2 separate regions of the Rattus norvegicus genome follow, and region 1 is linked to region 2. Evidence: chromatin contacts called from public Hi-C data. All regions are on one chromosome and are shown on one strand. Each heading gives the region's core, a stretch centred on a gene start, on an enhancer-like site or on the middle of the called end of the contact. The rest is flanking DNA. Distances are from core to core; before and after follow the strand shown.

Region 1 (5,083 bases), core at 1,329-3,828, 190 kb after region 2:
ACACTCAGTTCCAGCCAAGGGACTAGTGTGGGTAAAGGCTTGGAAAGATGACCGTGTTTGGAGTGATTGGAAAAGCAAGCTAGAACAAGACAGATCAGCCCAGGGTTAGATGGCAGGGCCAGAAGGAATCCATGGCTAAACTGGATTCCTTCGTTTTATTTAAATTTTGAAGGGTTCTTTGGCCAAAGGAATGGTCATGGCGTTGAAGGGCAGTGGGAGGGTGGGTAGCTGCTAATGTGGCCCAGGTAAGAGGTAATGGTGTTGATTTTGAGGGGTAGTTAGAGGCATTGGTAGGCTGGGTGGGGGGAGTGACAGAATGGACAAACTTGAAGCTATTACTGGAATTTTTTCCATTAGTGAATGGACCAACATTGGAATGAACATTGAAGAAAGAAGCATGGATTTTGGGGATCATAACATGTCCAGAAGCATTCATTACCAAGCACTGATTGAGCAGATGCCAAGAACTGTGGCAAGCACTTTCGTCACATTAACATGGTTTTAAAGGATGTCTTAACAAGGTTTTAGAGGATGTCTTAACAGTTTTTATTACTTTTTTGTGTGTGGGTATGTGAGTAGATTCTCACATGTCACTGACCCTATGGGGAATTCAGAGGACAACTTTCAGGAGTTGAGAGTCTCCTTCAACTATGTGGGTCCTGAGGATTGAACTCAGGTCATCAGCTTGGTGGCAAATACCTTTTATCTGCTGGGCCATCTGGCTAGCCCTAGGGTATTTTCTTATTTTTTTTCTTTTTTCTTTTTTTTCAGAGCTGGGGACCGAACCCAGGGCCTTGCGCTTGCTAGGCAAGTGCTCTACCACTGAGCCAAATTCCCAACCCTGGTATTTTCTTATTTTAAAAAAAATACAAATAGGGCTTTAGAGATGGTTCGGTAGTTAAGGGAATACACCACTCTGCAATGAGCCAAGTTTGGTTCTCAGCACCCATGTCTGACAGCTCATAACCTCCGGTGTTGTCAGCTCCGGGGCATCTGACATCCTCTTCTGACCTCCACAGGTGCCTGCGACCATCGCACCCCCCCAATACACATCATTAAAATCCTTTTTAAAAGGTTATAAATATATTTTCCCAGAATAGCAGTCCAGAGAGTCAAGATTTGAATCCACAACTAATTCCAATGTTTGGTATTTTATTTTATATTATTTTATTTTTAGACAGGGTCTCAGCATGTAGTTCTGTGTAATCTGAACGTGCTAAGTAGACAGAGCTGACTTTAAATTCACAGAGACACACCTGCCTCTGCCTCTGCCTCCCTCAGTTGACATAGACTCTTGGCGGAGGTTGGTCTTATGCCTCAGGACTTCTCAAGTGCTGTCGTTTCCACTTAAGCTGGAGCTTCTGTGCTTACCAGGATCTGCTGGAGGGAACTGCCAGTCACTACTGAGATCCAGCTTAGGGATCTGTCCTTCCAGGGGACCTGCGCTCAGTGTCTTCTGTCATGACATTTTGTGGGCCTACCTGTTTCCTCTTCATCCAGAAAATTCCCGATGGCAGTCCCCATTTGCATTCAACTGTTTAGCCTGTAGAACGACTGACTAAATAAATGCCAGTCTGTGTTCTAGACAGTTCTGATCTCCTCTTCCCCACAGATTCACAAGTAATCAAGGTCTTCTAATTATGGCTGCTAATTTCTGGCAGCTTCTTCCTCCCCATCTTTGCTCTCAGGCTGAGCTTTTTGCCCTTTGATTTAAAATAGGAAGAGTCTCTGACTTGACAGTACAGCCTTGAAGAAGCTTCCTATGAGAGTACCCATGACCTTGAGAAAGGACACGGCTAACTTAAGGGAGTACTCCAGGTAGATGAAAGAACGTGGACACACAGGCTTCGAACGTTGATTTTTTTTAGTGTGTTATTAGCTGTGAGGAGACTGGTCAGGTTGAGATCAGTGTGGGCAGGGTGGGAAGGCAGGACTATATTGGGTAATTAGAGAGCTTGGGCATGAAGCTTTTCCTATATGATAAATATGTCTTTTCAGGGACAGTGGAAACACGGAAGAGAGTAGGTACTTGGAATCAGAGGGTCTTGGTACTTTCAGCTATTTGTAGACTCGCCAAAGCTAAAATCTAGCTCCCTGCGTGATGCGTGCCTGGCACAGTACTTTACAAACATTATCTCTCACAACATCTCTGCGAAAATGGGTGGTGCTGACGCTCATTATGCAGAAGAAATGAGGCTCAGATTAATTAATGACGTTCCCAAGGACACACAGCCTGAAAGCACAGATCCCAAGAGGTTTTAAAGCACTAGGTTATCCTCTACTAAGGGAGCTTCTGGAGGTTAGGGGTTGGGCTTTCGGTTTCGGTAACACCGGATCAAAGATGCCTAATGAATTTCATTTGGATCAATGAAAGTTGACTATTCACAAGCTTGTGGCAGCATCACCGGGGAACCTCCGAAACGCTAGGGGGCACTATACTGTTCTCCGTTTAGCTCAACACGGGCGGGTGCCTGTCTTCGTTTCTTCTGTAGCTTGGCCGGAGCTCAGCCAATCACTGTTCCCCGAGAGAGCCTGGACGCTAGTAGGCGGGGCCTTGGGCGGCGCCCCGCGGGCTACTGGGAACCCCGACGTTCGTGTTGCTCCCGGCTAGCGGGCGCAGCGCGGGGCCGGTCCGGGTTGTTCGGGCTGGGCCGCAGGTGAGTTCCTAGGGCTGAGGGCACTTCACTTCCCACGAGGACGGCTCCTGGCTGTGACCTCCTAGTTGAGGGAGCGACGTCTCTGTAACCGTCTCGGCCTCGGCCGGCTCTAGGTGGCCGAGTGTGGGCTGCGGTCAAAACTTGTCCGCTTCAGGCACCTGCAGGCCAGAGGGTGACGAGGCCACGCGTGTGGCATGACCGGACAGGGAACAGGAACTGATGACCCGGACCTCACTGGTCCTCCCATCCCAACTTGACTGGAGTAGCTGTCAAGGCGGATTGTTTCACCTTCTCAGACCTCTTATGACTGTCCTCGAATTTGGAGTGTAACTTCCGGTGGGCCCAGGCACTGGGACAGGTTTCCTGGCGCACGGTTGACCTGGACCTGGACCCGGACCCTTTGGCTGACTCCCCTGCGTGTCTGGCTGGAAATAGGCGTCGCAGTATTAGGGAAACACTCGTGTTACTTACAGTTTGATACCCTGGGGATGACTTCATGAAGGCTAGCTGCTTATCGTATCCCTACCTCTTTGTGAGTGTGGGTGGAAGACTGCTGTAGTCTTCCATAAACAAGGCAACTTGTTTATGCTGCCTGTCATTCATTCGACCAACAAGCATTTTTTTCCCCCTCTGAGCCCTTTGCCAGGAAGGATAGCAAGGGTGAGGAGAGGCATAGAGCATAGGACGATCCGGACGTCCTTTGCTCTTGGCTCTTAAACATCTGGAGTTTCAGGGTGTTTTGAGAGATGTAGACAGGTAGGGTTGGTCCACATAGTGGCTGCCGCAGAGAAGGTTGTGTTAGATACATGGATGACTGGAATATGAACAAGACCACATAGAACTTGTGCTTTATCTGTACAAGAATAATACTCATAGACTGGTGCTTGATACGCCCTAAGACAGATTGGAAAATTGAGAGTTCCTGCTCAGGCAGAGTACAGAGGACTTGCACCTGGTGTGAACCTGTAATCATAAGCACTTGGGGACCGGACACAGGATCAGCAGGGCAAAGTCATCCTCAGCTACGTTGAGGATTTGAGGCCAGACTGGATGACAAGAGAACCTGTCTTAAAAATAACAATCCCTGTGGTGGTGGCACAAGCCTTTAATGCCAGCACTCAGGAGTCAGAGGCAGGCCAGTCTCTGAGTTCGAGGCCAGCCTGGTCTCCAGAATGAGTCCGGGATGACAGTACTACACAGGGAAACCCTGTCTCAAAAAAACAAGAACAACCAAACAAACCCCAAAACTTAAAAAAACAGAAAATAGAACGGAGGATTAAGTTTGGGGTTCTTCCAAGCTCCCCTCTTTGTTATTGTGTACATTGTAGGAGAAGTCTTTCAGTGTAATGAGATGCTAAGCTGATGGAGCTGTAGGAGGCGTTTGAAGGGACACGACACACACATCTGCAGGGTGTTCCTTCTGCCCTCAAAACCAGTGGGCCTGCCGCTCGATGATTTTGGCAAGCCGACATGGTGTTTTTGAGCCCCTATGGCCTTAGACAAGAATTTGAACACATAGTTCCTACATCATAGAGGTATTGTGAGGGTCAGGTGATGACCAGGGGAGATATGGTAGAGCATAGGGCATGGTGTCAGGTCAAAGGACCAGGAAGAGAAACTCGAATCTGCCACAGTTCTTCACCTTTGACGGTCCATGTGTAGTCTCGGGCCCACAAGACACCCCAGTTCCCCCAAAGAGAATCAGAACTAAAGGGAGAAAGGAGGAGCCTTTGAATCCTCCATGAGGTCTGGGTGTCTCACCTTAGAGCAGAGGGAGAGAGAGAGAGTAGTGTTGGAGAAACAGTTATGAAAGCATAAACACAGGCAAGTGAGTTCATGTCAACGACTAAGGCATGAATGTGACGATTAGAGATCATTGTGTGAAGTGCTTAGCCCAAGGCCTGGCTTGGAATAAGCACTCAGTAGATGGTGGTAGCTAGCATTATTACGTTCATTGCCAGTGGCCTTCTATGATTGTAATGGTAATTAAACAGTGGTATAAATAGTAGTTTAATAGTGGTAATCATTTGTGACTAAGTGGCCATTTGAGTGAGTGGGTTTGTAGATTATGTTGGTGTTTGATTGCAGGAGGCCCTAGGCGCAGCTCCACAGTTTTTGTTACATTTATTTTACAGCATTTTCCACAGGGACTTTGTAAGTATTGGGGCTCTAAGGCCTCTAGAATACTGTATTGGTTTGTGATGTTTTCAGGGCCATACAAGCATGAGGCTGTGAGTGGCTGCAGGCCATGGATTGTGAAGTTGTTTTGATCAAGATTTGTTAACTATAGGTTATTAGGAAAGCCACGGCAGGAATAGGCTTAAAAAGCCTCTATTTTAGGTCAGAATAGTTAGGTAACGGACCGTAGTTAAAGAAGCCCCTTGTGCTTCACCTGAGGGAAAGGAACTACCTAGCATCAGAGAGCC
Region 2 (5,249 bases), core at 440-2,939:
AAAACTCAACCTGATTTTCCCTAAGTGAAGCAGTGGGCCAATGAAAGGAAACTATAAAGTCTACGGAACCCAGAGCAGGCAGGTATGCTGGCACGCACTAGCCTGGTGTAGAGGCAAGAATACAAAGCTAAAGGCCTAGGAGACTGAAGCAGGTATCTACCAAGGGAGCTGGAGGCCACTACAGGGAGAGAGGTACTGAAAGTTAAACAAGAACTGGACACCTGTTGTGTTTCTTCAAGATTGATACATTTCATCCACAGGGAAGCTCCTTAAAAGGTAAGCAACTCAAAAATAACTCCGAGGAATCCCTGAAACTGACCAGATTCACTAGGCCCCTACCTCCCAGAGTGAAAAACAGAGTCACTCTCAGACAAGCCAAGCTGCAAAAATAACTCTGAGATCAGACCCGCTGACCTGAAGACTAGACCAACTGAGTCACTAGGAAAGGACGCTCTCCGAACTGCTGGCAGTTCAACAGGCCAGTGCAGCGTGTTCCAGGTTCCCAGCATTTGTGAGTTGTCATCCATGCTGGGGTGCACTTTGGTTCTGCTGCTGTCTGTTCTGCTCCCGTAAGTAACCCCTCATCCATATTCCTGTAAGTAATTCCAATGAAACTCACTGGTTCACCAAGCTACTCTGGTCTGCTGTGGGCTCTTTATCTGGGGTGAACAGATGTGTGTCATGTCTCCTCAGGAAAGAGAGTCTTGTCACATACCAACCAATAAGAGAAAAAGTAATCAAATTGTCAAGTGTAGTGCTTCCTGTCTGTAATCCCAGCACTCAGGAGATTAGACTGGAAGATTTTTTTAGAGACTCTGAAAACAAAAATAATAAAATTATGAGAAATACTTAACTGTATTATACATTACATGTTAAATATTTAGGTATCTTCAAAGCATTAACATGTAACAGTAACACAAAATGGCCATTTTTGATATCTGGGTTAACGTAAATTCCTTGTACTGACTGGGGTGATTATAAGTTTGCCCCAATCCCTTTTGAATTTTGGCCTAAAATTTCTTTCTTTTTCCATTTTTTGAGAATTTTTTTTTTTCTGTTTAGCCTTGGGTGTCCTTTAACTAGCACTGTAGACTAAGAGATCCAATTGCTTCTGCCTCCCTGCTAGGATTAAAGAAATGGGCAACCACCACCGGTGCTAGCTTGCAAATTTCACTCACATAACCCTACAGTTAAAACTATTTGCTGCCATCTCTCTCCAGCCCAGTGTTTTTTATTTTTTTAAACCAGGTCTCGTCAAGTAGCACTGACTGGCCTAGAACTGACTTTATGCACCAGGCTGGATTCGAACTCAAGAGAATCCCCTGCCTCTCGGATGCTGGATTAAAGGAAAGAACTAACACACCCAATTTGTTTAAGTCTGAAAAATACACTGCTTAATGGAAAGAGAGCCACAGGTGTAAACGGAAGACAGTTACAGAAAAAAGCCGCAAGAGACCAAACGCACCAAGCTCAGTCACCGTACAGAGGCCAGGACGCCAAGAAGCCTGGAAGCCGGGGTCACGACTCTCTCGACACTGTGGGCTTCCCACCTGTCGCGTCACCCTCCTCAGGACCGGAAAAACGCCACCTCTCTCTGGAAAAGCGGCCCTGAGCGACTCCACGAGGACGGATAATCTATCACCAACCCAGCGGCGGGAAGCGCCCACTCGGGTTTCGCAGTGCAAACAACCACGCCGGCTCCGCCCCTCTCCCGGAAGCCTTTGCGGCTGAGCATGCGCAGCGAAGCTCGTCTGGGGGAGGGTGGCCTAAACTGGAGAAGTGGACAGGGCGGGGCAGCGGGGTTATTCTTAGGCTATCTTTGGTGTCACCTTTTGCTGCCTGTTTTTCGTGGTTTTTGTTTTTGTTTTGTTTTTGTTTGTTTGTTTTTTTGAGACAGGGTCTGGGAACTCCAGGCTGGTCTCGAATACAAAGAGATTCTCCTGACTCTGCTTCCCTAGTGCTGGTATTAAGGAAACATATCACCACACGGGCATATTTGGGTCCTTAAAGGCTAATGCAAAGCAGGAGTGAGGGCACAGGCCTGTAAGATGAAGGCATGTGGTTAAAAGTTCAAAACTAACCTTATCTTACCCTGCGGAACAACAACAACAACATCAACAACGATGACGACGAAAGCTGCTGGGTTGGGACAGGGCAACGAGATAACAGCCTATTAAGGAGTTTACTGCAAAGTCTGACTAGCAGGGTTCTGTCACTGGAATCCGTTCAGTGGAAGAAGAGAACCGATACCCACAAGTTGCTCTTTGACCTCCACAGTGCGCACACAAACACAATGAATAAACATATTCATGCATATATAAATAAAAATTAAGGGCTAGTGCAACATTAGTGATTCAGATGTTAAATTACAACTTTAAAAACATGGTTGTAGGGGTTGGGGATTTAACTCAGCGGTAGAGCGCTTGCCTAGCAAGCGCAAGGCCCTGGGTTCGGTCCCCAGTTCCGGAAAAAAAAAAAAAAAAAACAAAAAACCCCCATGGTTGTAAATACAGTTTCAGAAAAAGAGGAATGAAAAAGTAGGGACAGAGGGGTATAGCTAAAGAATTAAGTAGGGAGCAAATAATTTTGATTATTTCTAAGTCAAAATAGTAAAGAAAAATATACATAAAATTTAATTTATTCACCTTGTTTTTGACCATAACGTCAATCTACCTTTTTTTTTTTTTTTTTTTTTTGAGACAGGATTTCTCTGTGTTGCCCTGACTGTTCTGGAACTCACTCCGTAGACCAGGCTGGACTCAAACTCAGAATCTCTGGCCTCCAAGACTGGCTATGGCCCCTTCCTTCCTTCCTTCCTTCCTTCCTTCCTTCCTTCCTTCCTTCCTTCCTTCCCTCCCTCCCTCCCTCCCTCCCTCCTTCCTTCTTTCCTTTAAGACAGATCACAGTGTAGACTGGCCTAGAGCTCACAGAGATCTGCCTATTTCTGCCTTCTGAGTGCTTGGAATTAAAGGTATAGCCTTCACTGCCCGAGGCCCCCACCCTCCACCCCCACTCCCCACCCCCCACCCCTGTTTTGTTTTTTAACTGCTGGAGATTCCTGTAGATAATCTGAGTCATTGGTTCACCAAGTTAAACTTCGGTGGCATCGGTGCTTTGGTCTGTTGTGGGTTCCCTGTCTGGGGTGAGTAGATGTGTGTTTGCATCTCCCCAGGAAAAGTTCTGTCACATGACAGCATCTTCTCCGTTTGCTAAGACAAGAGAAGTGGCTTTCTCTGTAGGGTTTATGAGCTCTCCAGTCCAAGGTTTTGAGGGTGTTTTCAGGACCTGGCATGAGTTCTTTTCTGTAGAGTAGAGATCAAATCCAATCAGAAAGCAGTTGGCTAACCCCATGACAGAGTTGCTATCACAGTGGGCTCTTCTTCCCTGGCTGGTTGATAGAGGTTTACGTTGGATTTACATCTTGAAGACCGTTGATGGAAACTCCCCCTCTGAAATTTACATAGTACTTTCTAGCACCATGAGGCCAAGCCAGCAGGGAGGAAGCTCCCAGTCCAGTTCCAACTCTATTTTTTTGTTTGTTTGTTTCTTACAAACAAGGCATGTGGGTAGCCTCTTAAGTAACAGGGTCTTACCGTTCTGTTCTGGCAGGCCACCACTAACACTGGTAATTACCTGTATGGTTTGGGAGGCCTCAGGAAGCTCCCTGGCCATCAACTCATAGGGAGGTAGCTCACTGAGAGCAATGGGATTTTCCTTTAATGACCTAAGGCTTCTGGAATCAGCTTTCCATTTACATGGGTTATATCTGTGAGGAGTACAAAGGTCCTTGCGTTCACAGATAGCTCAAGGAAAGGAAGCTAGGAATGTTAAACATGTAGGATTGTCTTTTTAGAGGAAAAGCTATATAACCTGTTTTCCATCCAGAAGGCTGGGAATGGAGGTGATTAATAGCCTGTTGGTCTGCACTGTCTGAGGGGCCAGGCCATTCCAAACTCCCATAAGCAGGACCGGAGATGACTAGGTGACATGTGCACCATTTGTATAGCCAGGGGATCCAGCAAGATCTCCCAACAAGGACCAGAGGTGGCTAAAAGCCCAATTGACCTCTGTGCTGTCTGTCTGACTGACACTACATCAGGTCTTTCCCTAGGACCTTAACACATATAGCCTCATCTTTAGAACCCATCTTCTTGGAAGAAGTGGCATAGGGTTTAGTTGAATTTTTTTTCTTTTTTTTTGGAGCTGGGGACCGAACCCAGGGCCTTGTGCTTGCTAGGCAAGCGCTCTACCACTGAGCTAAATCCCCAACCTCGCTTTAGTTGAATTTTACTGTAATTATGACTCCTTGTGTCTAGAAGTCCTGGAAAACCACTGCTTTCTGACTTGCTCCCTATGGTGTGCTCAGTCAGCTTTCTGATGCAACTCAGGACCACGCAGGTGGGAGGGTGGCTGGCACTACCCTCTGTGGGTTGAGCCAACCCACATCAATCAAGAAAATCCCCTATAAGATTGGCCCCAAGACTATCTGAATGGGAGGATTTTTTTCATTGACTCCCCCCCTCCAGATAACCCTAGCTGTGTTGTTGATAAAAAAAAAACAAAAAACAAAAAACAAAAAACAAAAAAACTAACCAGAACACCTTCTCCCTCCCTCTCCTGACTTCCTCTCTCCTATCTATCTGACCTCCATAAACCTTTTCACCTTTTACACTTTGGTGTCACATGTATTCTACTAGACCTTCCCCATACATCCCCTTAAAGAATTATTCCCCTATCTACTATCTACCATATATATATATATATATATATACACATATATATATATACACATATCACTCACTCACACACACACACACACACGTGTGTGTGTGTGTGTGTGTGTGTGTGTGTGTGTGTTAGAAGCTAGGATCCACTAACAGGGCACGGCATGCTGTCTTTATTTGTTAGAGTTACCACACTTGATTTAATATTTACCAGTCCCATCTGTTTTCTTAAAAACTTTATTTCTCCTTTTTATTGTTTTTTCCCTTCATTCCTCCCTTCCTTCTTTTCTTTTTTCAAGACAGGCTTCTCTGTGTATCCCTGGCTGTCCTGGAACTTGTTCTATTTATTAGACTGGCCTTGAACTCAGAGATTCACCTCCCAAGTGCTGGGGTTAGAGGTGTACACCACCACAGCCTGGTAAAACATTTATTTATTATTCTTGTTTGTGCTTATGCACACTCTTGAGCATGTGTGTGCCATGTATGTGGGGATGTGTGCATCCATGGCACATCCATGTGGAGGTT

Evidence for each region. Hi-C and Micro-C count contacts between places; a contact is called where the count stands out from the background.
Region 1: a contact with region 2 is called in a Hi-C map of frontal cortex, with 2.2 times the contacts expected there. The contact joins the promoter of Smim12 here to the promoter of Zmym1 in region 2. A contact is called at or near these places in 2 of 12 Hi-C or Micro-C datasets (the Rat2 cell line and frontal cortex).

The regions. Positions count from the first base shown.
Region 1 is chr5:144,851,358-144,856,440 of GRCr8, forward strand. It overlaps Smim12 (small integral membrane protein 12), which reads left to right and starts at 2,579. Exons shown (of 2, transcript NM_001276483.1): 1 at 2,579-2,657.
Region 2 is chr5:144,664,634-144,669,882 of GRCr8, forward strand. It overlaps Zmym1 (zinc finger MYM-type containing 1), which reads right to left and starts at 1,690. Exons shown (of 7, transcript NM_001419581.1): 1 at 1,466-1,690.